Linked DNA regions of Oryctolagus cuniculus: region 1 is linked to region 2. Evidence: chromatin contacts called from public Hi-C data. All regions are on one chromosome and are shown on one strand. Each heading gives the region's core, a stretch centred on a gene start, on an enhancer-like site or on the middle of the called end of the contact. The rest is flanking DNA. Distances are from core to core; before and after follow the strand shown.

Region 1 (6,253 bases), core at 2,832-5,331, 640 kb before region 2:
AAAATGAATGTAAGGGAGAGTTAAAAGAGGAAAGATGAACAATTTTAACAAACATACTTAGAACAATAAACAGCAATGCTTGATTTCTGGAGTTGATTCCCCAGAATGAAACTAAGGAAAATGGTAATTAATAAGTTGAATTTCCCCCAATTTGTATTCCCAATTATCTGGTGATGACAGCAAATATCAATTAGCTTAATGACACTCTACTCACTTCACCATGTCATAGGTGTTGAGGAGTACACACATATATGTAAGCACAGACATACATCTTTTTTAAAAAATATTATTTATTATTTTGAAAGGCAGAGTTACAAAGAGAGAAGGAGAGCCAGAGAGAGAGAAAAAGAGAGAGAGAGAGAGAGAGAGAGAGAGAGAGAGATCCTCCATTTTCTGGTTCACTCCCCAAATGGCTGCAAAGGCCGAGGCCAGGTCAGGATGAAGCTAGGAGCTTCACCAGGGTCCTCCACATGAGTGCAGGGGCCCACTTTCTCGGGTCATCCTCTGTTGCCCTCTCAGGTGCATTATCCTGAGTATGGATTAGAAGTGGAACAGCTGAGAATGGAACCAGTGTCCATATGGGATGCTGGTGCCATTGACCCAGCCTGCTACGCCACAATGCCAGCTCCACCACAGACATGTTTAAATTTTTTTTTTTTTTAATTTCAGAGGTAGAAAGGCAGAGATGGGGCAGGAGAGACAAAAACAGAAACAGAGAAAGAGAGACAGACAGAAAGGCAGCTCCCATCTGCTGGTTCATTCCCCAAATGGCTACTATGCCAGCGACCGGTTAGGCTAAAACCAGGAACAGGGAACTTAACCCTGGTTTGCCATGTGGGTGGCAGGGAGCAATTACTTGAGCCATCACCACTGTCTTCCAGGATTTGCTTTAGCAGGAATCTAGACTTAGGAGCTGAAGCTGGGAATCAACCCTATGTACTTCTATATGGAACATGGGCAGCTTCATGGGCAACTCAATCACGAGGCTAAATGCCTGTCCCAGCTACATCTTTTATACTTCTACAATTTTTTATTGCATTTATGCACTGATACCAAATATGGCAGCATCATTTTCAAAACTCATAACTTTTTTTAATATTGGAAGGAATGCTGGCCATAGCTAAAGACGAAAAACTGGATTTGGGCATAGAAAAACACCCATATGGGGCTGCTTTATGTTGTAGTGGGTGAAGCTGTTGCCAGGGAGGCCAGCATCCCATATGGGTGCTGGTTCTGGTCCCAGCTGCTCCACTTCCCAGCCAGATCCCTGCTAATTTTCCTGGGAAAGCTGTGGAGGATAGTCCTAGTGCTTGGGCCCCTGTACCCATGTGGGAGACTAGGATAAAGCTCCTGACTTCGACCTGCCTCAGCACTGGCTGTTGTGGCCATTTGGGGAGTGAACCAGCAGCTGGAAGGTCTCTCTCTCTCTCTCTCTCTCTCTCTCTCTCTCTCTCTGTCTCTTCCTCTTTATTTCTGTGATTCTGACTTGCAAATAGATAAATCTTAAAAAAAAAAAAAAACACACACACCCATACATGGATAACTTTCAATATCACATTTTTCCCCAATCATAAAATATTTAAATATTTAGATTTATGGTCTGAAAAGTATCTCATGTATTTTCTCCATGAATTAGCAAGGAAGCATACATGGATAGTTGTTGTGCATGTAAGATGCTATGCACTATTGGCCAGTGCCGCGGCTCACTTGGCTAATCCTCTGCCTGCGGTGCCAGTATCCTGGGTTCTAGTCCCAGTTGGGGCGCTGGATTCTGTCCTGGTTGCTCCTCTTCCAGTCCAGCTCTCTGCTGTGGCCCGGGAAGGCAGTGAAGGATGGCTCAAGTGCTTGGGCCCCTGCACCCGCATGGGAGACCAGGAGGAAGCACCTGGCTCCTGGCTTCGGACTGGCGCAGCGCTGGCCGTAGCGGCCATTTGGGGGTGAACCAACAGAAGGAAGACCTTTCTCTCTGTCTCTCTCTCTCTCTCACTAAGTCTGCCTGTACAAAAAAAAAAAAAAAAAAGATGCTATGCACTATGAAACGTGAGCCCACTGTTTTCAGGACAGAAAACCTTGGAAAGGAATCTCTGCTGTCAGATTGTAATATTATCTTGAGAAGACATCATCCGTGACATTGTACCTCGGTGACTGAAGCAAATTGACTAGTCTGACCCACCTCAGCAGAGGGCATGAAGTGTAACCCTGCCCCAGAAGAAGTGCCTGAGAACTTCTTGTTTACAGTCATATCTTTGGTTTTGCTCTCAAAAGGAGCACCTCTGCTAGAAGCCAAGTTCCTCAGGCTTCAGTTGACTGGCAGGCGCTTCCATAAGCGTTCCCGAGCCCTTTGTTCTATGGGTGAGGGAGAAGTTTGTTCAGAGGCTTGAGCCGAAGCCAGTGCTGTGGTGGCCCATCCTATGTGACGGATCTCAGGCTGGCTGGGGAGAGGAGTTTCTGTTCCAAGGTAGAGCTTGTTGTTTCCACTTCTTACACTTTCTATCTTCAGAGTCCCAGGCCTCATGGACTCTGAACTGCCTCTTGTGATCTGCAAGACTGCCCCTATCCCTAGGGCTGTGCATGGCTCTCTAACCTTGACCTTGTGCCTGCTTTCGATTTTGCTACCTGTGAAATGGGCCCTACTGGATATCTGAGACATTGTTCACTCAACGTGGGGATGTCTGCTAGATCACTCAATCCTTGTAGAAGCCAGAGAGCCAGGCTTGGGCCTTGGCTAGCCACCTTTCCCTACTGCTCCTCACTCTGCAGTGTATAGAAGTTATTCATTTCAAAAGCTAAGAAAGTTACAATTTACCTGTCAGTAAACAGAAGACGGTTTATCAACAGACTTTACCTTAATGACTACAAATGTTTACCTCCTGCTTTCCAGAATGCAAAGAAAATCTTGGAAATGTCATAATATCTTACAAACATTTGCAAAACAGATCCTTGTTCATCCGGAAAGGAAACAATTGTATTCGTTGTCTCTGACACAAAGAAAACCCTCAGCGAGAAACATACAGATAGATGTACACACTTCTACCTAACTGAATATGCTAATTAAACACTGCAGTGGACAGTTTATTAAAAATTTATTTTGCCATATACCCATTCAAAACATCTTTAAATCAACAAAAATAGCAGCTTGACTATTGGAATTTAAGTGATTTATCTGGAAAAGATCATATTTCAAGCTGGATACAAACACTTCTGAGAATTTTTTTTTAATCAAAATTACTAGTTTTGTGAGAAGTATTTTGAATTCTCTACTTTTAATGCCTCAAAAAAAATTAAAACAATTACCTCAGTGTTCATTTTATGGGCGGGATGGCCCCTCTTACTGTATTTGCCATGTTTGTCCGAATTACAGCTGTTTATCTTGCAACTTTCTTTGAGATTAATTAAATGCAAATGTAACTCTGTGAATCATGGGAATACCTGCCAGACCCCTTATTAATACCTTCGCTTAAAAACCCCTGTGCCGGAGAGTCATTAATTTGCTAAAAGAAAAGTGCTAAAGCAGCCCTTTGCCCACAAACCATTCCGAGATGGCTGCCCAATTAGTCCGGCAGCATTCTGATCCTCCTTCCAGGCCCGGTGGCCCTCTGAGGACACAAGAGGGCTCCGATGATAACCTGGCAACCTAGGTAGAAACCCAGCCAAGTGTGAGTGTTTGAAGCTGCAGTTTGGCTGCCATCGTGTCGGCGAAAAGAAAGAATTCAGGCACCATGTCATCCAGTACAAAGGATAAAAACGGATTCAACCGGAAATTCAATGTGGCACCACATATGGGATACATGAGTGCGGTTATACAACAGGCCACATATTTTTTTTTGAACAGTCTCCTACATGTGATGCCGAGGACATGTGTAACCATCATAGCGTCTCTAGGAATCTGTATTTAATTTGGGTTGGGGTGGTGGCAGGGATTGGAGATCTGAAGCTGCCACAGGTTTGTGGCAGATGGCTCCGTGTCAGCTATGACAAGCAGCCAGGCTCAGCTTCCTCTGCAGATTTTCTTTTCTCTCTGATCAGGTAAATATGGGCACACTCTGGAAAGTTCTTCAGATTCTGCCTTAGGCTGCAAGTTTGTGACTTAGCCCCATCTGTCACAAATCTTCCCTAGGTTCTGTTGTAAGCAGAGACCTGAATTTACCATGCAGGGCTGCCCAGGAAAATGGAGCCATTTCACCCTGCAACAAGGGGGAGGGAGAGATGAGAAAGAAACATTAAGCACTGAAAGACCAAAGAATGTTGAAAATTCATATTGCAAATCTGCATCACTTGCGTCAATTATATTACAAAAAGCCACCAAGTAAATGGTTCTCGAGTTTCAGCACTTCGGGAAATCCCAGTTTCTGATTGGTTTAAAGTGTCACTCTATTTCTAACCATGGGAGAAAGCTACTGGTTTGTTCTTTTTTTTTTTTTTTGCAAATGGGTACATTCTGCCCCACACAGACTTCCTGGTTTATGTTACAGCTGACAGCTATTAGAAGTTTATCATCCAACTTTTAACTTTTATAAACACAAGATATGCAACACTCTTCATACATGTTTTGCTAATGTGAATTTTACTATTAAGTGGGGAAGACACAAGATAAATGCCATTACTACTATGTGGAATTCATAAAGCACTTCATGTTTACAAATGGGTTCATATTCATTATTACATTATAGCAGGACCTCAGGATGGAAATGCTATGAAGATTAAAGAAAAAAATTCTTCCAGGTTTAAGGATGAATCACAGAGAGCCTAAGAAAATCACCTACAGCCAGGCTGCAAATGAGTAGCGGAGAAAGATGAGAAGCCAAATCCTCCAACAGATCTTAATCAGCCAAAGCATATCTATTGTGCTAAAGGAATTTTTGCTTTTATTTTATTTAGACAAATTAAGGGAAAAGCAAACCAAATTATGGGAGGAAGTGAGGAAGGAAGGGAGAAAAGAAGAGAAGCAGAAGAGAGGGAAGAGTGGAAACAGAGAGAGAGAGAGAGAGAGAGAGAGAGAGATTGATTAACATTGAGAATTTGATTGTAATTGTGCTGGTGCAGTTGAGAGATTTTAGACTTTTTAAAATGGTTATAAGGATTTAAGTTTTCATTTTTAAGGAAAAAGTAAGGACTTGGGAGGGGAGTTAACACCAATGAGCAACACCTTCTTCGCATCTAAGGAGAGTATAAGATGAATTTAAAAGGGGGCTATAATTTGACCAGACTCTTGAAGGAAACTTCAAGTGGGTTGGCTGTGGTTCCAGCAGATATAGCCTAACATAATTAAAACAACCACAAATGGCTTTTCTGGGCATTGAGTTGGAATTGTAAGCTTAATCATTGTTTGGAATTAGTTTTAGACAGAAATCTAAAAATTCTTTTCTCCTCCAAATAACAGCAGGTTATGAAGTGCCTTGAATGTTGAGGAATTTGCAAAGTACAAAATAAGAGTCAGCAGCTATCATCTGAAAAAACCTTAAGAAGCTCCAAGTCACATTGAAAGCCAAGAGAAAGAATACCATCTCGTCTTTCACATAGACTGTGGCTCCATGTGTAAATGAAAGTAAATGAGAAAAAGGATGGGAAGGATCTTTTCTGTTAGTCCAGGCAGTGTCAACCTTATACAACTGCCCCGTTTATATTCTTGTCCTGTTTTCAACACTATTAACAAGGGACTACCCATACATTTTTTTTTCCTAAAGGATTTTCAAATGTAATGAAGAAAGGCCCTCTAAAAGCATGGAGTACTAATATCAAATAGTTGTTGGAAACTTTTGGTAAGTAAATTCACACAGTAAAAGTGAGATCAAAATTTTCATTTCATGAACTAGATTTGCTTGAGCTGGAAAGGGAAAATTATTGCTGGTGTAAGATGTCAATACTTGGCTGATTATTTTATGGTTACTTCTAGAAACCTGTATTCCAATTATGTTCAGGAGTCACCAAAGAGCTCACTATTGTGGATGCAGTCACACAGATTTTTTCTGTGTCCCAACTATGTGGTCAAGCCATCTGCTTACTTACAAGAAGATGTGTCCTGACAGTGCAAGAAATCACAGCCAATTACTCAACTGTGGCTGTGAACTCTTAAAGAAGTCATTTTAGATTTTTTAAAAAATTAACAAAATCATCTTCTATTTTTAAAATTACTAACACACATTTAATTTTTGCATGCAGTGGATTTCCCTGAAGATGCTACGAAAAATCTGTGAAAGAGACAAAGAGAGAGCGTGTATGTTCACGCATGTGAGGAACATAAACCTTTCAGACC
Region 2 (5,777 bases), core at 1,159-3,658:
CCCGAGAGGAAAGAAAGAAACAAACAAACAACGCGAAACAGCCCCTGGATGAAGAACACTCGGGCAAATTGATAATAGTAATTATAGGAAGCCCACTCGCCCCGCGCCCCCTCCCCTTCCCTCTCCTCTCAGAGTTCAGCGAGGCACCGTCTCTTCCTCCCCCAGCCCTCTGCCCCCAAATTAAGATTTCCCATTCTCCGCCGCAATAAGAAATATAATTATAAGCCTCTTTGGACACCGTCCCTCCCCCCCCCACCCCGCCACTTTGACAATATTTGCTTAAGTATTTGCCCCCACCTCACTCGCACACATACTCCCCCACGCTGGTTCCCATAAATAGTTCCAGCAGAAATGTTGCTTTTTCTCCCCCCCCCCCCCCCCCAAGAAAGGAAAGAGAAAGTCCAACCAGCACGGCAAGACTTTTAAGCTGTCCTAAATGATCGTATCCTTTCTGGCTTCGAAACTTTTGTACCTAAAAATCGAGAGAGGCGCTGCATGTTTTCAGCTGAAACTGTCAAAACTTGGAGAAAGGGGACTCGGAGGCAGGCAGCAGAGGAGGAGAATCCTGAAACTCGGTGGAGGTTGGGAAGATGCTGTGCCTCCAGGATTAGTTTAAACAGGGGGCTATAAAAGATGTAACAGATGCAAACTGTAACACAAGGGCCATTAACCCTTTCTCTGCCGAGCACACTCGGTCCCCACGCCCCGCACCTATTGTCTCCTGTGCGAGCAGCTTTGCGGAAAACCTGGAAAGTGAGTATCAGTTTCCACACGTTTGCTGAGAGGGGAGGGGGGGTGCGGAGAGAAGGGGAAGTGGATGTTTCAGAAAGCACCTTAAATTTACCTAAGCATATACAGTAGGAGACGTTTCATTGAAGTTTGACACATTTTATCATTTCTTGCCTGTCCTGTTGAGTTGAAATTGGGGTGAGGGTGGGGGAGAGGAATCCTGAAATAAAGAAATGGTCACACAAGTGTCTGGGACCAAGCAGCTGGCCTGTCTGTATTCATGCTGAGACTTACACGCGATTGAATATAAATACATGTTTAATAAAGTAAGTTGTTAGCTTTATGAGCATGGGTGTGTGAGGGAGAGACAGGGCATTTGTGCTATAAACTTTATCTTTGCCTGTTATTCCTAACTCTGGAGTTAGCAATCGTGCCCTCCTCATTACAGGAGGAGCATGTAAAATATATGAGAAGGTGGAAGATAAACACATTCATGTTCGCAGGGCTCACCACTCTTCCTGGGAACTCCTGCTATCTCTCCCTCGACTTTCCAGTGCCAAAGTGTAGAATGGGATATATGTGTGTATGTGTGTCTCCTATTAAATCTATGGCTATGAGACTTTGCCATTTAAAATACAATTTCAAAAGTTAGGCTTATTTAAAACCCAGATATCCTGAAGTACTTTTCTTCCCAGCTGTAGTGAGCCCCCCCCTTCCACTTTGGTAAAGGACTCAAGTTCCATGAGGACTTTCACTTCTTTATTTATTATCACAGAAGTGAGGTGTTACTTCACACACATACACACACACAGAATGAAATAAAGAAATGAAACTCGCTAAGCAGACAAAAACAGGCAACTTTCTGCTTAGAAAACAGCCTTCCCCGGTGGGAGAGGCAGCACTGCCATGTCTAACAGCAAGACTGGCCCCCGAAATTTGGTAGGTTTGCATCGATCAAGTTTTGTAATTATTAACAGGTATTTGCCAAGTTTTAATTACTGACTATAATGATTTGGAAGTAGATGCAAAAATACAGCAGAAGCTTTCCCTTGGACGAGTTTTTATTTCAGCCATACAGTTCCCCAAAAAAACTTTTCCTAGGCAGGGTAGCAAAAGGCACCTTTGGTTACCTGAATGGACAGGTACAGGGCAAATTATTTTGGGCGGGGGACAAAAAGGAGAGAAAAGGAAGGAGACTGAGCGAGAGTGTGAGAGAAAAAGCGAGGAAGCCACTCTTGGGAAAAGCACGCCATAAAAGACTTCACCCACCTGAAATTCCTACCCACAGACACCCCTCTCACTTCACACTCACATCCCCACTCAAAATGAGAGCATTAGAAAGGAGGATGGGTGACGAGCACACCAAAAAAAGGATAAAAAGAGGGGAAAAAAGGAGGGGAAAAAAACCTACCTGCGAAGTCTTGTTTGTAGTTTTGGCCAGAAATGGTGAGAAGAAAAAGCATGAAGAAGCCGCGAAGTGTGGGGGAGAAAAAGGTGGAAGCGAAGAAACAGCTCCCGGAGTAAACTGCACAAAACCTCGCCAAGAGTGTCGGGAGGCAGGACCGTTATTCCTGCGGAGCAGGTTAGAACTGATCTCTTTCGGCCACTCCAGGAAACACAAACCTGGGGACGGACTGACGTGTTACGCCTCTTCTAATGACATTTTTTTCTTTTTCTTTTCTGTAGGAGAGAGAGGAGAGACCCTGAAACACGCGCCACCTATCTTTGTGGGGAGGGATAATTGAAGCGCCCTGAGCGTGAGCATCATGTGAAAACGTGATCGCCAAGTTTCTCTCTGGGAAAGGATCTGGGATAGATTATACCTTGAAGTCTCCGCAAACGCTTTAGTGGAAGAAATGAAATTCCACCTCCCTCCCTTCCTCTCTCCCTCCCTCTCGCCTCCCTCCCTCCCTCCCTCCCTTCTCCACGCCCCCCCCCCCCCCCCCAGCCTTTGGCATCATTATCCTCATCACTAAATCCTACAGAGTACAGGGCGGAAAACGGTGCACACCATTCACAGAACTGGAGAACTCCGAGGGGCGAAAGTTAAAGGGAAAGATCCCGGGTCCTCAATCTATATTGCCTCTTCTTGTGCAGATAGCTTAAGTGACCAGATTTGAGATGCACATCTAATAGCATGAGTATCTTAGCACGGCTTTATCCTTTCTCTTAAATTAAAAAAAAAAAAAAAAAAAAAAAGCCAGAGCTAGGGGGAGAAATGCTGTATGTGAACTGAATCTTAGGGGGTGTGTGTGTGTATGTGTGTGTGTGATTGGGATTGGAACCCAATATTTAAAAGTAGTTTGGCATTTTAATGAAGGGTCTCTAAGTAAATTAACATAGAGCACTGGGTTGACTGATCTTTGAGTCTCTCTACATCTCACCGAGACCTTACTACAAAGTGAGAGAGTGTGTGTAGGGAGGAAGGAGGAAAAAGAGAAAGGCCATAGAGGAACTTAGCAGGGAAGGGAGAGCGGGATATTAAACGACATGGGGTCTGAGTTTTGGAGTACTTTTTTTTGATATTGCAATTAAAGTAAAATTAAAAAGAAAAGACTCCACCTTTGCTCTGAAGGGATTGGTTATGCAAATATGGAAGGGATTTCCTGGAGAATACAGCTTTCTACTGTATGGTTAATTAAATAATCACTCAAAAGCTTCCAACGTGACGCTTCTGTCGTAATCCAATCAGGTTACATAGGTCCTAAACAAGAAAGATATTTTCCACATCTGGAAGTCAGCAATTTAGCAAGTACTGCACATTATTAACCAATTCAGAGCCCACTTCCCAGGGGAATTTTTTTTTTGAAGTTTAAGTGTTCTTAACCAATGCTCTGCTGTTTTGTTCATCAAAAAGCTGGTTTACACTGCACATAATTGGAACTAATATAGAAGTAAATAAAGACAGCCAAATTTGAGGATGCTGCACACAAGCATTTATCGGAAAAGGAAGAAATCTCTTAGCCTCCGATGGTTCAGGCTCAATTTCTTAAAGTCCTGGGAGGCTTTTTTTTTTTTTTTTTTTTAAGAGTGAAAGTACTTTAGAACCTCAAAGCACAAATAAACTTCCAATCCCACATATTTTGGGCTTCCTTAGAAAAGTAAGGTGAAGGTGGGAAGAGCACACAGAGCTGTCTCACACCAATTTTTCCGCTGTTAATACTGTTCAATATGTTACAGCCCTCTGTTTTCAGTCTGATGAAATCTGAAACAAATAATACCCTGATCCAACACTAGACTTTTACTTATATTAAGATAAACTGCTTTGAACTGTGCTTTGAATGTGTGCCTAAAGCAAGACTTTGAATGCAAGAGTCACTAGCAATTGCACTCAAAAGAGGGAAAAGCCACCACATGGGTTGCCACATCCACACTCCCAGAGGTATTTTGTATGTTGTATGTTTTGTATTCCGTATATTTATTTATTGAGTGCGTGTGTGGGGTGTGTATGGGGAGGGGGGAGAGTAATAACCACCCAGCATGACCACAGTTAGAGCTTGTTCCAGGTTGCAAAAAAGTCAATTTTCTCAGGCTCACCTCTTTCCCAATTTGAGTCTATTACAAAGAGAATAGTTGGATAAATGAGTCTCTTCCCATCCCCATAACAGATAAAGTATTTCCTACAAAAGAGGAATATTCAAGATCCGCAGTCTAAAAACAATTTAGTAGTCAAGAAAAAGATTTCCAACATGGGTCAGATACATTCTTAATTTTATATTTTACATTTATCTTGCCATTATATATCTAAACTAAATATACCTATGACTTATCAAGTTCCTCCTCTGAGATTTATCACCACTGTGAATATCTTCCTCCTCCTCTCTCTCTCATTTTTTATTTAGAAAATTGGAATCTGGATTTCTCTGGAAGTTTGCTTCTCAGCTGCCCTACTCCAGTGCTGGAGAAAGCAGGAGCCCATTGCCCACAGTTCAGGCAAAGCTCCCCTCCAGGAGCCCAGGTAGCTACTGGAAGCCTACAGCCCAGATACACAGAAGCATCACCTCAGGTCAAAGGATCCAATCGAATAGCTAACAAAACACTTGTCTTTATTATGTATATTAAATGTCAGGTTACTTAGGATCTGACATTAAAAAAAAAAAAAGACCATTAAAAGCACCTAATCATCTGATTACCCCGGGCTCAGTAATCGTTGGAGTGGCAGGAGGCAGCCCCCAACATTTAACACAGGGAGTTCCGATACACAAATATTTGATGGGGTTTAAACAAGGGAAGGGACACCAATAGTTCAGGTTTCCATCCAGGTGGACCCTTGGATCATGGCACGAGAAGGGTCCCTGTGAGGGCTGAGCGCGCAGCTAGGTTGCCCACCGCCCCTACTTGGCACGCCCCTCCCCAGGCGTTTGGCCGAGAGAGTTCCCAGCAGCGCAGATGCGTTGGGACCGGAGGAAGCCCGCATATAAATTTGTTCGGAACACTCAGTCCGAGGGCCAGGTCGGGGACAATAGGGATCGTGGGATCAGCGGGATGCAGGAGCGCAGGACGCAGGGAAAAGTCGAGAGAGGACTGGGGGCTGCTGGCTTTGGGCTCCTCCCGCAGGAAAACAAGTCCTGCAAATGAACTGCTCCTTTCTGGTCTTGTCTTCCCCATGAATAATCCACTCCGAGATCAGCGCGGAGGAAGGGGATTAAAACAACAGATACATACATGCAAATGTGAAATACTACTGCAGTCGACGTTGGAGGGGAGAAAACAATTCCTTAGGGTTTCCTTGGGTAAGACAAATTGCCTCCCTCAGGATTCCCTCCACTCAGGCAGGGTGAGAAGGATGCACTTTTGTTTTCCAGTTCCCGGCAGCCAGGACCCTGTGCCTGTCCCCCCATTCACCTCTCAGTCTGTCAATTTCCTCAACTTTCACAGCCGCTCCCCGCCCCCCGCTCCGCTCGCCCTCCCCAGATGCCCGGGGAGATACAATGTTTCTGCCCTTGAACACGCAGGCTGCAGAAGGAATTCGAATTTGGCCACAGCTAATTTTTTTTTAAAAAGCAAATTTTGTTTATTTTGTACAATGTAGAGAAAATAAGAAGAGG

What was found. Hi-C and Micro-C count contacts between places; a contact is called where the count stands out from the background.
Region 1: a Hi-C map of skin fibroblasts shows a contact between it and region 2, with 2.6 times the contacts expected there. The contact joins the enhancer-like site here to the promoter of ZEB2 in region 2. A contact is called at or near these places in 2 of 6 Hi-C or Micro-C datasets (skin fibroblasts and an unstated tissue).

The regions. Positions count from the first base shown.
Region 1 is chr3:98,552,834-98,559,086 of mOryCun1.1, reverse strand. GTDC1 (glycosyltransferase like domain containing 1) reads right to left here. Exons shown (of 9, transcript XM_070070977.1): 9 at 3,067-4,184. The coding sequence ends at 4,088. Among named protein-coding and RNA genes, the nearest start is that of GTDC1, 430 kb to the right of the region's middle. Within about 2 kb of position 4,081, at least 1 of the 8 cell types and tissues checked has an H3K27ac peak or open chromatin away from gene starts, as enhancers often do.
Region 2 is chr3:97,907,846-97,913,622 of mOryCun1.1, reverse strand. It overlaps ZEB2 (zinc finger E-box binding homeobox 2), which reads right to left and starts at 2,408. Exons shown (of 9, transcript XM_070070969.1): 1 at 2,141-2,408. It overlaps LOC108176842 (a long non-coding RNA gene), which reads left to right and starts at 583. Exons shown (of 3, transcript XR_011387303.1): 1 at 583-753; 2 at 2,161-2,311; 3 at 2,416-2,928. It overlaps LOC138849002 (a long non-coding RNA gene), which reads right to left. Exons shown (of 2, transcript XR_011387302.1): 2 at 5,719-5,777.